Regions from separate parts of the Gossypium hirsutum genome. Here region 1 is linked to region 2. Evidence: chromatin contacts called from public Hi-C data. All regions are on one chromosome and are shown on one strand. The core of a region is the stretch at or near the end of the contact, and the rest is flanking DNA. Distances in the headings are between cores, read along the strand shown. Region 1 has its middle 23 kb from the start of LOC121208252. Region 2 has its middle 22 kb from the start of LOC121208249.

Region 1 (6,766 bases), core at 1,628-4,127, 130 kb before region 2:
CACACGGCTTGGAACATGGTCGTGTGGCGTCGACAACCATTTTTTTGGTGTATGATATTCATAAAAACTTAGGTTTTCAGTACGCACCTGAAGTAGTTTTGATGCAAAAATAACGTAAAGAAATCCTGAAGCTGAAATTAGCCAACCAAAATCAATCAATCGACTAAAACAACGAAATTCGCACAATTGAACACTTACTAAAATATGTCGAAAACTTCAACAAAAAACCTTTAATGAAACCGATACTTACCATCGAATCAAAAACACCCGTTCGAATTAGCCTGTTGGGAAATGCTACTTCTGACACACACGCCTAAAATAAAGAAACCTGAACCATTTAATGAAGAGACTTCAACCTACTAACACGAAACTATTTCGATAGTACAAAACCTTTGTTTCTTAGAATTCACAATAGAACTACACAATTAACTTTCAATTGACATCACATAAATTGTACTTGCGCAACCAAAATAGCAGATAAGGAACAGGAAGTTCGACAACTGATAAAAGAAAATAAAAGAGAAACAAGAAAAACGAAAAAGAAAAAAAAAGAAAAAGGAATTTAGGAAGGGAAAGGAGAAAAGGAAACATTAAAATTTAATGTTTTAACCACCAATCAGAATTTTGACAATAAGCAAAAATATTCCTTAACGCATACGTCGAGACTCGAACATAAGACCTGAAAGTATACAAAAGCTTAACCATTGAACCACTAGACTTGTTGACATAGATTTATATAGAATTAAGCTTAAGTCAACAATTCAAATATAGAGGTTAGTTTAGAATAAAATAGCAAAGCTTTCTAAAGACATGACTCGAACTCCTAACATCAAACACATTAGCAGAGCACACAACCACAGAAACATAGATTCATTTACGCTAGCATTTCTTAGTCAAACATTCAAAGTTTGAGAGTGTTACAATTTAATCCAAAAATGGTGGTGTATTCAGTCTGGAATTGGTATATAACCAACAAAACTTCCATATTGTTTCATAAATTGAAGCACACTAATTCAACTAGTTTAAGTTTGGTCTGAAACATCTTTAAGATTCCAGATCCTTATATATTCTAAATTGTGCAGTCTGCAAGACTTTAATTATATGTATGGTTAAATATAATAGAATAAAATTGTAACGGGCTTAGTTTTTTGTTGGAAAGAGAATAGAATTGCTAATAACAATATTCCTACTTTTGGTTAACAAGGATATGTAAATGATGGCATTACACAAAACCAGAAGGTGGCCAGCCCGAAGGTCCATTCGAAAATTGAGAGGGTTTAGGTAAATTATAGACCCGAAAAATGAATTTGATCAAAAAAATAAGACTCATCTAGAAATTCGGTTAGGCCTCGAGTAAGGTTAGCCCAAATTTGCAAAAAAAAAATGTTGTTTTACTACTATTTTTCCATTGTTTTGTTGTTGTTTTCTTACTATTTTCCCATTGTTTTGCTGTCATTTCACTATTATGTTGCTTTTATTTTATTGTTATTGTTTAGATATTGTATAACTCTTATTTTATTGTTAATTTTGCTACTATTTTAGAGGCATTTGCTTGTTAAATTGCATCTATCTTAGTGTTATTTAAGTATAAAGACTTTTTTGATTTATTTTTAATTTGTTGGGAAATATTTATTTTAATGTTTTTAGTGTTTTTGATGTATTATTTTTTAAAAAAATTATATAAAAAATAAAATAAAATAAAATAAAAAATTTAATACGGGTGGACCGAGCTGGGCTAAGTCTAGGTTTTAACATTTTTATTCAGGCCATGCCCGAACCTATCAATCGAGCTTAAAATTTTGTTAGGGCCTGGCTCGACTCATGGACAACTCTAGCCCGAATCTCCATCATTCATCACTTAAAAGCTGCTCCTCTATTGAAAAAATAAGTAAATTAGTCACTGTATGTTAAATGCGTGTGCAAATCAGTCCCTCCATTACAATTTGGTGCTTATATATAAGGTATAATAACAAAGTTAGCCCTCAACCTTTACACATTATGCAATTTGACCCTTACTCTTTTATTGGAAGTAAATTAGAAATTTTTTAAACTAATAAGGCTAGAGGGTCAAAAAGGCCTTAGTAAAAAACTTTAAAAAATAAATTAAGTCCTTTCAAAATTTAAAATTTATTTAAAAAATATAAAAACTATAAACAAAAGTTATAAAAAAATTTATTAAAAAATAACAATACTAACCCATTAAAATCTAATGGTTATAAGATTTTAAAAAAAAATTGACCCCTAATCTTTTATTGGATCAATATTGTTATTTTTAGCAAAAAATTATAATTTAAAATTTTTATAAAAATTATAATTTAAAATTTTTATAACTTTTTTTTATAATTTTTATTTATAATTTTATTTTTTTAATAATTTTAAAATTTTAAAATTAAAATTTGTTACTAAAGCCTTTTTGACATTTTAGTTTTATTAGTTTCAAAAATTTGTAATTTACTTTCAATAAAATAGTAGGAGTCAAATTAAATAAATCTATAAAAGTTAAGGGCTAAATTTATTATTATATCTTATATACAAACTCCAAATTTTAATAGATGAACTGTTTTACTCATTCATCTAACGTATATAAATAAATTTATTCATTTTTTAATAAAAAGATTAAAATGTAATTCAAAATATATTTGCCCAAAAAAACTGATTAAATGATTAAAGGAAGACAAATATTGGTGAATACAATCTGTATATGGGAATATTGTGAAGCAGACAAGACTTTTTACAACATTTGCTGGTAGAAGGAAAACGTGTAGACAAATTTAATGGGGGTAATATTGGAATAACATTTTTACCCATCTATGCTAGCCCCACTTGTACTAAGCATATAAAGCTGGAATGAAGAAAAAAAAACAATGGAGAAATGTGGGCCCATCTAACAAGAATGAAATGCATAAGACCATTACATTCAATCAAATAGCATATTACTTTTAAGGATTCGAGTCTATCCAGTTCATATTAAATTATTATTTAATCTTAATTAAATAAATATTGTATTTGGACTTTTCGATTAAATTGGCAAAATAAGAGGTTTAGACCAAAAAAGTTAATTAATTTTTAATCCATTGATATGTAAAATCTCAAACGTTCAATTTTTTATAAAATTTTTTACCAATGTTAAAAAAATGAAAATGAAGCTTTTTATTTTGCAATGCAATTTGTTAAGTTGATTGGTTTGATTTTTTTTTATTTTTTATGTTTAAATAATAATATTACTGTTGATAGGTGCACTATCAGTTACAAATTCATTTTCCCATTGAAAGTTGTGCAATCAATCTTAATATGTTGGTATGTTTTGACTTGAGTCTCATGATTAATTTATTACATTTTTTTTAGAATTTTGAAAAGCAATTAACTGGATTGTAATTGAAGTTAAATTTCAATCAAATAGGGATATTATTTAAAAAATCATGTGATTTATTTATATATCTTTGTTAAAAGAGATATTACAGTTAAAGAAGCTTGTTGAGGCAAGTTTTAGGAGTAGTGACTCTAGCAATGATTGCTTAAGTTTTATAATTTATTTTTTGTTTTTTATTTTGTTGGCATGTTTAATCAAATTTTTTTGATTATTTACTTATTTTCTTTTAGGTTTTTTTCAGTTAATTTCATGATTATATTTGGAGAAAAGATTGGATTAAGAAAGATTACTTTTCAAGGATGCTAATGTGATTTTCTTATCTTTTATGCTGAGATATACAATCTAAGAATATATAAGTTGACTTTATAAGATTTATTTCAATCCTTATAGGATAATTGATTGATAAGATTTTGGTATATAAGGATGGATTAAATTTTATTTTATGAAGTTCGATTTGTGCTCTTATATATGAAAGTATTTTTCAACCTTAAAAAAGGTAATTATGTTGGAGTTGTTATTAGAGTAGTAGCACAAGGCACGGCTTAGGATTTATATCTTTTTTGAAGTTAACAATCTTTTGAACCAAGTTAGTTGGGCCATGTCCTAGATTATCTCATGAACGTGTGTCGACCCATATTTGAGGATTAATCTTATGGAGGAACAAATTTTTAAAGATTAAATAGATCCAAATGAAGCAAATCAGATCCTCTATTTTTTGGAATTGGCTTGACTGCCTTGAATACTTATCTTGGAGGTATTTGGAATATCCCAAACTTTATTAGGATATTCTAATCCTACTTATAGGCTATTTTGATGGGGTTTATTATTGCAATTGATCTATATCTTAGCAGACCTTTAAACTCTTATATATTGAAAGACTTATGTATGCAAATTGGTGTGAAGAGAGTTAGCACTTTAATATGTTATTTTAGGAATTGTTTTCTAAGCGCATTTTTGAGTAACCAAGTAAGCCACATTGTTTACAAACTAAATATTAAGGGGGGAAACATAAAGGAGAGTGATATAGATATTTAGTACAAAAGTGAGGTTGTTAAATCGGCATGTGTAGGACATAAATCATTGTTGTACGAGCTTGAAAGATAGTGGATTATCTCTTTGGACAAGGCATTACTGATGTAAGGAAATCAATCTGTTGGAAAATAGGGTTTGAAAAGTGCAACGAAAAAACCAGAGTATTAATTTTTTTTTTCAAAAAACAAACTTGGTTGTGTTTTCTAAAGTAATAAACACTTAATCAAAATTGTACCTTTCTAATTCATCTAAAATGAACTCTTCGACCAAGTAGTCTTCTCTGCTATCTTTAAGCTCAAATATGCCGAGTGTCGACTCACTTCGAATAAGAAAAATTTCTACAAAATTACTAGTGGGGTAATTTCAAAATTTTCTAAACTTTTAGACCAAATTGTAAATAAGAAAAATATCTCTAAATTTTTTTTGAAATAATTTCTTCAGAGAATTTTCTCTCTACAACTTTCTCTTGAATTCAAGTGTGTAAAAAAATAATGACCAATGACTCTATTTATACAGGGAAAGTTTAGAAAGTTCAACTATGATTAAACTTATCCACTTTAATTTTAAATTAATAAAATACTATTAAGATAAATATTAAATTTAATTTAATATTAAATTTATTAAAATAATATTTTTTTGGAATAATTAACCTGAAATTAAATTATCTAGTAAAGCCAAAGTAGAAGTGTGATTCTTCCACTGTTGAACCGCCGAAGGACCACCCATCAGCCAGCGAAATGTTGCTGTTACTGTTGTCAGCACCATCGTGTCCGATGGTGCCATTGCAAGTGCGACACCCCCAAAGTACCCTATGCTGGTTTGGCTGTTGTCGATTCGATTTGGGCTAGTGATAGCCTGACCGATCGGGTCCTGCTACTGGTTAGACCGTTAACTCAGTTTCGCATACCAGACCCGGTTCGACTAGTTTTTCAATCTCGATCTCGATTTTGGGTTCTCGAGCCCAATTTTTTTATTTTAGGTCTAATTTTTAAGTTCAATTACCCATTGATTGTCTGGCTTGAAAATAAATTTCCAAAAGCATCATATTAATTTTAATTAATTTGAAATTTTACATGATAAAAATTAATTTTCCCAAGAAACACTTAGATTTTACAAATTAATTTTTCAAGAAAATTCTTTAATCAAATTCTCTAGTTGAACAATTATCACGACCATCTAATTTAATTCCACATCGAATAAATTGACTCAATTAAATTATCTCTAGAGTCGTAGAACTTTCTTCTAATTCAAATGCAGTTTGGTTGAGCTTTTGTTGAGCTAGCGGAGGGACCAATCGGTCATAAACAATTAGGCTTGAGTAATTATAATTATGTCCAAAAGCATCCTTCCGATAATTCACAATTTACTTAATCATGGAGTTAGTCCACAAGAAATAACATGATTGAAAACTTCTTGTTGTATACTTTTTGTAAAAGCAATTCATCCAATTGTTTTGTCCAGTGACCTCGTCATATGTATATTACCCTCTTATGATATCCTTGATTCCTTTGAGCTAAATCCGTTCATTCAATACAATCCTAGTTTACCTCATTGTCACAATTGTGTCTTCTTAATTATTAATATGATTACTATCAACAAAGAGTTGTAATAAATTGCTCGTTGGAAAACAAGCAACCCGTTGCCATATTCCATATTTATAAATCCACACAATGCCAATGAGAGGATGTTGTTAACTCTTTAATCGAGCTATAAATTCTATTGTTGCTAGTAAAGTCATGCCATACACAAGTCATGTACCCAACATGCCTTCTTTGGGCTTGATCATCTTTAGAGCATAAGCCTCCACTTATATCAAAGCACATGAGTTACATACGCATGGTCAGTGACTAACTCAGGATTTAGGTAAATTACACCATGAACATCACAAGTGAATTAATACAACAAATGAATTTGAAATTACTTCATCTTGGGTCTAATCCAATGTGTCATTCTTCCAATGAATACATCTATGCCTTTACCAGTGGAGTCAACTACTCCAATAGCCAAGACTAGCCATCTCCCCAATTGGAATTGTAGATGACATAATAATCCTTTTAAGTATTTAAATCAAATGCTCACTTGATTCTTTTACGAGATTATGGACTCGTTTGAATTATCTACTAAAATGACTTGCATTTCTCAGAATGTAAACGATCTTATAGTGCCACATATAATTAGTTTGAACTTAGACAATCAATGAGCAAATATTTGTTTGTCACAATTCGCTAAGCATGCAAAACATGAAAGACAGAAACACAAAAGACATAATAATGAAACGTGAAATTAACTTTATTTATTTATTTATCATTCAAATACATAGAAAATAATTATGGACTCATTTATTTATTTATATATGTTTAGTAC
Region 2 (7,436 bases), core at 4,540-7,039:
TGGGACATGGCATCGATGTCTAACCCTATATTTGAGGCTAAATAAGTATCCAATAATGTTCCATATGGTTCAATGGTGAAAGTATGATTTAAAGTTAACTAAGACATTATAACCGTGATGTGAGTGGTACAGGTACCTATATGGTATGTATGAAATGTGAGCTCAATATATACTATATGAGGTGAAATAAATATTAATGAATAAGTTTTGCTTATGCCACTTGTGTATTGTGATACTTGTTGATGAATGATAAAGATACGTTGTATATTTATTTATGTGCAACTTACTAAGCTTTATACTTACTCCCTCTGTTTTTCCATTTTCTTATAGCGCCGTCTATCTAGCTCAAGGATCAGTGGAAGTCAGAAATATCGATCACACTATCAATCGAAGCTTTCGGTATAATTTGATTTATATTTTTGAGTATGGCATGTATAGGGAACTAGACTTGTGTTTTGTGTCATTAAGAGTTGGTCAAATGTATTGGCTTGGATTGGAAACCCTCCATTTTGTATTAAGCCTTGAATGATGGCTATTATTCATTTTGATTTATTGGCAAAGATGTTATTTTCATGGATGAGTAAAATGCACTAATGGAATGTTGGTTATTATGGCTGATTTGGATATATGAGATAGCCTTGTATTGGTTTTGGTTGCTTATGTGTAGGTTGTGTATATAAGGGTGGCAATGGGGCTTTGTAAATAGCCTTATATTGTCCACACAGGTAGAGACACGAGCATGTTTCTACACCGTGTGTGACACATAGCTTGCCCTATGAACGTGTGGTCCGGCCATGTGTCCCCTGCACGTAAATATTTCAAGTCAGTATGCATGATAATAAACATACGGGCAGAGACACGGCCGTGTGTCTCAGCCGTGTGATGGACACGGTCTAGCACACGGGCATGTGCCTTGGCTGTGTGATATTTTGGGAATGCTAACGTCAAAAACAGAATGTCTATGTTTTTGCACACGGGCTAGGACACGGGCGTGTCATGGCCGTGTGAAGGACATGGGCCAGGCATACGGGTGTGTGCCAGGCCGTGTGAAAACCCTTATAGGTGTGCATTTAAAATTATTTCTACACGAGTGGAGAACACGAGCATGTTCCTGTATTGCTTGGGCTGTGTAAACCACACGGGCTATCACACAACCATGTCGAAATGGCCACATGGGAGGTTGCCTTTCCACATGGGCGTGTGCCTTGTTTCAAAGTTAAATTTTCTATAGACGGTTTAAAGACCTGGGTTGATCTTGAATAGTTTTTGATGGTCGATTTCGGGCTCGTGGGCCCATAATAAGAAGTTTTAAGTAGAAATTGAAAAAAAGTTCTAATTTGGATAAAGTCTTGGTGACTTGGGAAATGTTGTGTGCATGAGATCAAGTTATGTAATGCCTCGTATTCTGCTCCGGCGTGGATTACAGGTATGGGGTGTTACAATAAACAATAGCATTAATCCATCCACTCATTTTAAACCAAATAATCTATCGAAAGACGCTCGAAACAAAAACATTATGCAAAAATTAATGCTGCAACTAAATATGAACAACAAAAATCAATGCTTACTTTTATGCAAATTGCATCGTTACTTCAACTTATACCTTCTCCACGAACTTCTCTTCTTCTAATCTCCCTAACAACTTTTTATTTGCTCGTAAATGGCTTATGCCACTCAAGGCTAAAATATGTTTCATTTATAGATCAAGGGATAAGCTCCAAGTTGATTTTGAAAATTTTCCCCAGCTAGTGGGAGGTTTAAATTTGTATAGAGATAACACTCCAAGTAGGACGCACTGTCAGCAAAAGTACTAAAAGTGCGTCTAGCTGAAAGTGTTTTCAGTGCCATGTTAGCTGGAAGTGCTTCTAGCTAGACATGTTTTCAATACTTTTGTTGACAGTGCATCCTACTTGGAGCGTTATCTCTTTACAAATTTCAACCCCCACTTGGGACAAAAAACCCATCATATATCCCGGGAATCCGAAAATATATTTTCAAAACTCATTTCATCAATATTAATGCACTATGATAAATTGGATTAAACTAGTATTAAAAATGTCCAAAAATTTAAAAACTAATATTACATCCCAAACGAGTACTCTGAGTTTCGATGAAAATACGAAGTTTTTAAATTTCGAATACAATAATAATTATTTAATATTTCAAAAACCCTAAACAACGCTACTTCAAAGACCGTAATCTTAAACCCTAAAACACAAATCCCCTAACCCTAAAATACAAAACCTTAACACCAAAAATATGCAGGAGAAAAACGCTTCTAGCTGGAAGCTTTTTTTAGTTGATTTGACAGAAAGCACAACCACTTAAGAGTGTTTTCTTGACACCACACTAAGAATAGTTCCAGCTGAAAGCATTTTACAGGCAATATACAGAAAACGCATCCACCTGAAGGTATTTTTCTGGATTTCACCTGAAAACGTGTCTACGTAGAAGCATTTTCGTAAAATCAGCCCACTCCTGTAATTCTTCCAAAAAATGGCCTAATCTGGTAAATTCCAAATTTTTTTGGCATTTATTGGTAATTTAGTCATTTGTTGAACCTCGATAGAAATTTTATTGTTAAGGCAAGTATTTTTTTTAAGTGATTATTGATGTGCCAAGGGAAGTGGCCACTTTCGCTGGCACATTGAGAAGCAATATAACTTAATTATTGGAGTTGAAATCTTTTCAACCAAATCAGTTGGGCAATGACTTAAATGGTTTTGTGAATGTGTGCTGACCCATTTTTGAAGATCCTTGTGGAGCTACAAATCTTTGAAGATGATGTCAGATCAAGCAATCAAATCCCTTACTTTGTAGAAATTTGATCAAGAGAATTAAAGACATATCTCTCAACAGCCCACGTTGCTTTGGACTTTATTAGTATATTATTTTTAGCTATTTTAGTTGTTATTTAATAGAGATTTGGATGGTAATTGATTATTAGTATATTAGTAAGTCTCGAACTTCTATGTATTTGGATGGTAAAACTTTTGTATTGTGGTTTTACAAACTAAATTTTAAAGGAGATAATTTAGTGGTAAGGCACTAGTCTTTGAATACAGAAGTGAGGATTTTAAATCGAATGTCTTAGAACTAGGATTATTAGTTGTATTAAGTTTAACAATAGTAAATTCTTCTCATTAAACTAAACTCCATAAATGTAAAGAAACTGAGTTACATAAACAATTTTGCCATCCTATATTTTTGTTCTATTTTTCGTAATGTTTATAGAAATACCCACTTCCTTTGATCGTGTTTTGTTTATTTCATGTATTTACTGATTCACGTCATAGACTATCATAATTGAGCTGGATTAAATCTAATTAATTCAAATCAAATTTCGATTTTTTATGAAAAATTCTTTTTGCAGCCTATTGTTAGCCATGGACATGGTGGAAGCTATAAAAACTTTAAACAATCAAAGGCCAAAAAGGAAAAGACAGAAGATGATTAAAGGGTGTACCCTAAAAAGCAACGCCACATGATTGGATACCTCAAATGTATAAGTGTCCATTGGCAGCCGCAGCTTTTTCTGTTTCAGCACCCTTCTCTGTTTTGTGTTAAAGTTAGCACCTATACAACCTTTCCACTTTTTTAATCCCAATCTTTTTTTTTTTTAGTTTTACCAAATAAAAACTTTTTTAAAAAATAAGTTATTTAATTAGTAGCTATAGACAGTAATTTAAATTCATAAAATTATTAATTTAATTTTTTCAATATTCAAGACTATATTTTTTAGAGAGGTTTATAGTTCAAATACGGTGTAATTATACTACAATTGTATAATTACAAATATAAATTCAAACAATTATAAAATAGAACTAAATTAATACAAAGTAAAAATAGTTAAAAATTAGAATAATCCAAAACTAAAATCGATTTATCAGACTTAAACTCATATATGACAGTAGCATATAGTGGAGTTAGAAATTCTCACACAAAAGTTATTCATGATGTTATGAGTGAATCGAATATCAACTCACTTGAAAGATTACTTTATTACTATAATAAGATTTAAACCTAAGACACCATGATCTTTAAAGCTTTATTTTAATCATTTCAAGTAAAAATCTTGTTTGATTTCATATAAATTTATTGCAACATATTTTTACACAAAATTTCACCCACAACATAAATTTATCATAATCTAATACATAAAAAAAAAGTAGTTGAAATGTATATAGAAAAAAGAGTAAGAAAAAATACCCCAGTAACAGCTCAAACCAACTTTTATTTCATCACTTCCAAAAAGCAAACTATCTTTTCTTTTGATTTTTATTTTATATTTCTCTAAATTTGTTTGCTTTTGTAGTACTATTTTGTTTTGGGGCAAAGTAGAAAAAAAGGGAAAAAAGAAAAACCAGGCAGTCCTCTTAAGCTTCTTTAGCTAAAAATGTTTGAGTGAAAAGCAGGGGTCACATGGAAAGGCTTATGTACAACCTTTTGTTTTTCTCCCAAAGCATTACCTGCCTTTTTCAGCTTGTGCTTACCATTTTCATGTACCATCTCTTCTCTCATCTCCTTCGTTTTTTTTTTCACACTTTCATATTCAATAATATGTTTTTAATTACTATATGAGACTTGAACTTAACAATTTTTATATATTAGAGTCTGAATTTTTTTAGTTAAATCAAGTCTTAAACTTGACAATCATTTTTACATTAAGACCTGAATTTGGTAACTTTGTCAATTTTAGAGCCTGAACTTTTTTTTGTTTAAATTAAACCTTGAACTTGTCAATTGTTCTTACATTAAGACTTGAATTTTAGGATTTTCAAATACTAATTTGAATAAAAAAAGTCTAGGTCCCAATGTGAGAACATTTGCCAAGTTTAGGCCTAACTTGAAAAAATAAATTCAAGCACTGATGTGAGATCAATTGCTAAATTCAAGATCTAACTTGAACAACAAGAAATTTAAATTCCAATATAAAAAAATTACCAAATTCAAATTCTAAAATATAATTTAATCCTTTAGTATAATATGAAAACATGATAGTTAAGTTTTTCAAATATAAATTATTTAAAAATATGTAAATGCAAAACTAATTTAATTTTATACCAATGTAAATTGATGTAATCTTTTTATTGATTTAATTTATATGACTAGTTGGTGGGTAAAAAACAGTAATAAAATATAGTAAATGATTAACCATTAGTGACATAGTTTTCAATGTAAATTTAAAAGGTAGTGAATTCAAGTTTTATAATTAAAAAAAAAGAAATAGATAAAATATTTTGATGTAAATTTTTTAATAATAATTTTGTTATAGAATTCGGTCATATTTGTTTTTTTGACACAATACATAAAATTATTCATAACCCTCCTAACTCATAAATAGGAAGATAATGCATTTTAATGCACTCAAACTCATTTCTTCCTGTATCAACAATATTATCAATACCAATTGAATTAAAACTCCATCAACATATTTTAATATAATTTTAAATTTTCATTCAGTTAAAATATCAGGTTATCCGAGATTTTAAAATGATGGCATATATTTAAACATAAACGTATATTTTTAATTTAAAAAATTATACATATTTTAGTTTAAAAAACATAAGTAAAGTAAGCCCCGGAGAAAGGTTATGGCCCTCTCCCTAAAATTTAATTTAAAATTTTCACTTGGAAAAATGGGTCCCATTTTGTGTATTGCTCCTTTAATCTTATCAGATAATAGAAGAGAAGGGCATGTGATGTGGGTCCCATCTTGTATGCATCAAAAGCTAGTCTTTTTCATCAACGATCACAATCAACTTAAAATTTTGGACCAAAGCTGGAAGACATTAGGAATATTGTGTTTAATCAATTATTTAGGAGAGCTCTATCCAAAACATTTTATTACGACTCTCCTTTTAGCCGTTTGATTGGTGACACGCGTAAAATCTCACATTTATATTTAAATATTTAAATAATTTTATAATACATTTTTCAAGTAATAAAACCTCAAACATTTCAAAATTATCACAAAAAGGATCCAATATTTATAGAAGGGTTCAAATGAAGTTAAAACTTTTTAAAATTATTAAATGGTCAAATTAAAGTGTTCAAATAACAACTTTTTATATATAGTATTTTAGGGTTTAAATTATATTTTTTCTTTTAAGTAATATCTCATTCAACAATTATGTATTTTAATTTATACATATTAACACTCATTTAATTTTTACTACAAAAATAATTTGAAGTGGGTAAAAAACTCTTATTTGAATATTTTTATAAAGATAAAATCCTTAAATGATCAAATTTAAAAATTTTAGCCCTTATATAAATAACCTATAAAAATATTCAACCCTAATTTGAACTTTTAACCTTAAGTAAAAATTTATATTTTTGTTGTTGTAAGAATGTAACCATCTATGGACCCATATTTATATAACAACAAAGAGCATGCTTTTATATGTCAAAAAATTTGCACCTCATTAATCCACATGGAATATAAAAACAATAGATGAGTTAACAATAAATTAACTTTAAAAATTTTAATAACTCACATAACTTGTTTTGAGCAATAAAAAAATTATTTTACTCGTTTTAAAAAGCTTTTATTTTTATTAGAATTTTACTCTTATTTTTAATATCAAGTTTGAATTTATACTAATCTTTTATTAATAATAGGATAAAAATCAAATCAAATAGAGAAAGCTAAACCAATAGAAAAAACGACCATCTTACAATAACCGTAACACTTAAAGGTTCAAAAACTAACCAAAAATAAATCACCTTAATCAATCACCAATAATTGCACCCTAATTCTACTATCAATAAAAGAACTTGACAATAAACTACTGTTAACGAAATAGCCACTCTTACATCTCAAAATGGCTTATCCTCCTTCCTATCATGTCAAAGTTTAACCTTGCATACACTATCATGGTACTTTATCATAACAAAGTCTTCCAATAACAATTCCCAATAAATTTGCCAACACTTCTACTTTGATAAATTCGATGTATGCATGAGAACACAGCTAAAAAAAAAAAAATTTAAACTAGATTTAAAATGAATGAAAAATTAAAACCACCACAATTTTAAGAGAAGGTAACGTGAATTAAAACTAGAACCACTACAGTTTTTAGAGAAAAGATAATGGATCTAAAAATTTAAAACAAAATCACAAAAAGCTCTTAAAGGGACCGCGACTGGCAACTAACCCAAAGATTAGTATCTTGGTTAACAAAACCAAATTTTGGTTTGAAAAAGATGGAGAGATTAAGACTTTGCAATGAGGAAAATATTACATATTTATTTTAAATGAATTAATGAGTAAAATGCATTTCTTTTTATTAATTATCAATTTGTAACACCCCAAACCCGACCTAGACGTTACGGCCAAATCTGACGATGTCACATGAAAGGGATTTTGAACACGTAGTCGTCACGATAAAGCCCCTTAATTATTAGTTTCTTATTTGATTAGAATCATCGTC

The links. A called contact is a pair of places that touch in the nucleus more often than the background predicts.
Region 1: a Hi-C map of hypocotyl shows a contact between it and region 2, with 1.7 times the contacts expected there. The contact joins two enhancer-like sites. A contact is called at or near these places in 2 of 34 Hi-C or Micro-C datasets (hypocotyl and leaf).

What each region holds. Positions count from the first base shown.
Region 1 is chrA10:16,588,417-16,595,182 of Gossypium_hirsutum_v2.1, reverse strand. No RefSeq gene overlaps it. Among protein-coding and RNA genes, the nearest start is that of LOC121208252, 23 kb to the left of the region's middle. Within about 2 kb of position 2,877, at least 3 of the 9 cell types and tissues checked have an H3K27ac peak or open chromatin away from gene starts, as enhancers often do. A contact at or near this core is called in hypocotyl and leaf, where this site is marked.
Region 2 is chrA10:16,461,179-16,468,614 of Gossypium_hirsutum_v2.1, reverse strand. No RefSeq gene overlaps it. Among protein-coding and RNA genes, the nearest start is that of LOC121208249, 22 kb to the left of the region's middle. Within about 2 kb of position 5,789, at least 5 of the 9 cell types and tissues checked have an H3K27ac peak or open chromatin away from gene starts, as enhancers often do. A contact at or near this core is called in hypocotyl and leaf, where this site is marked.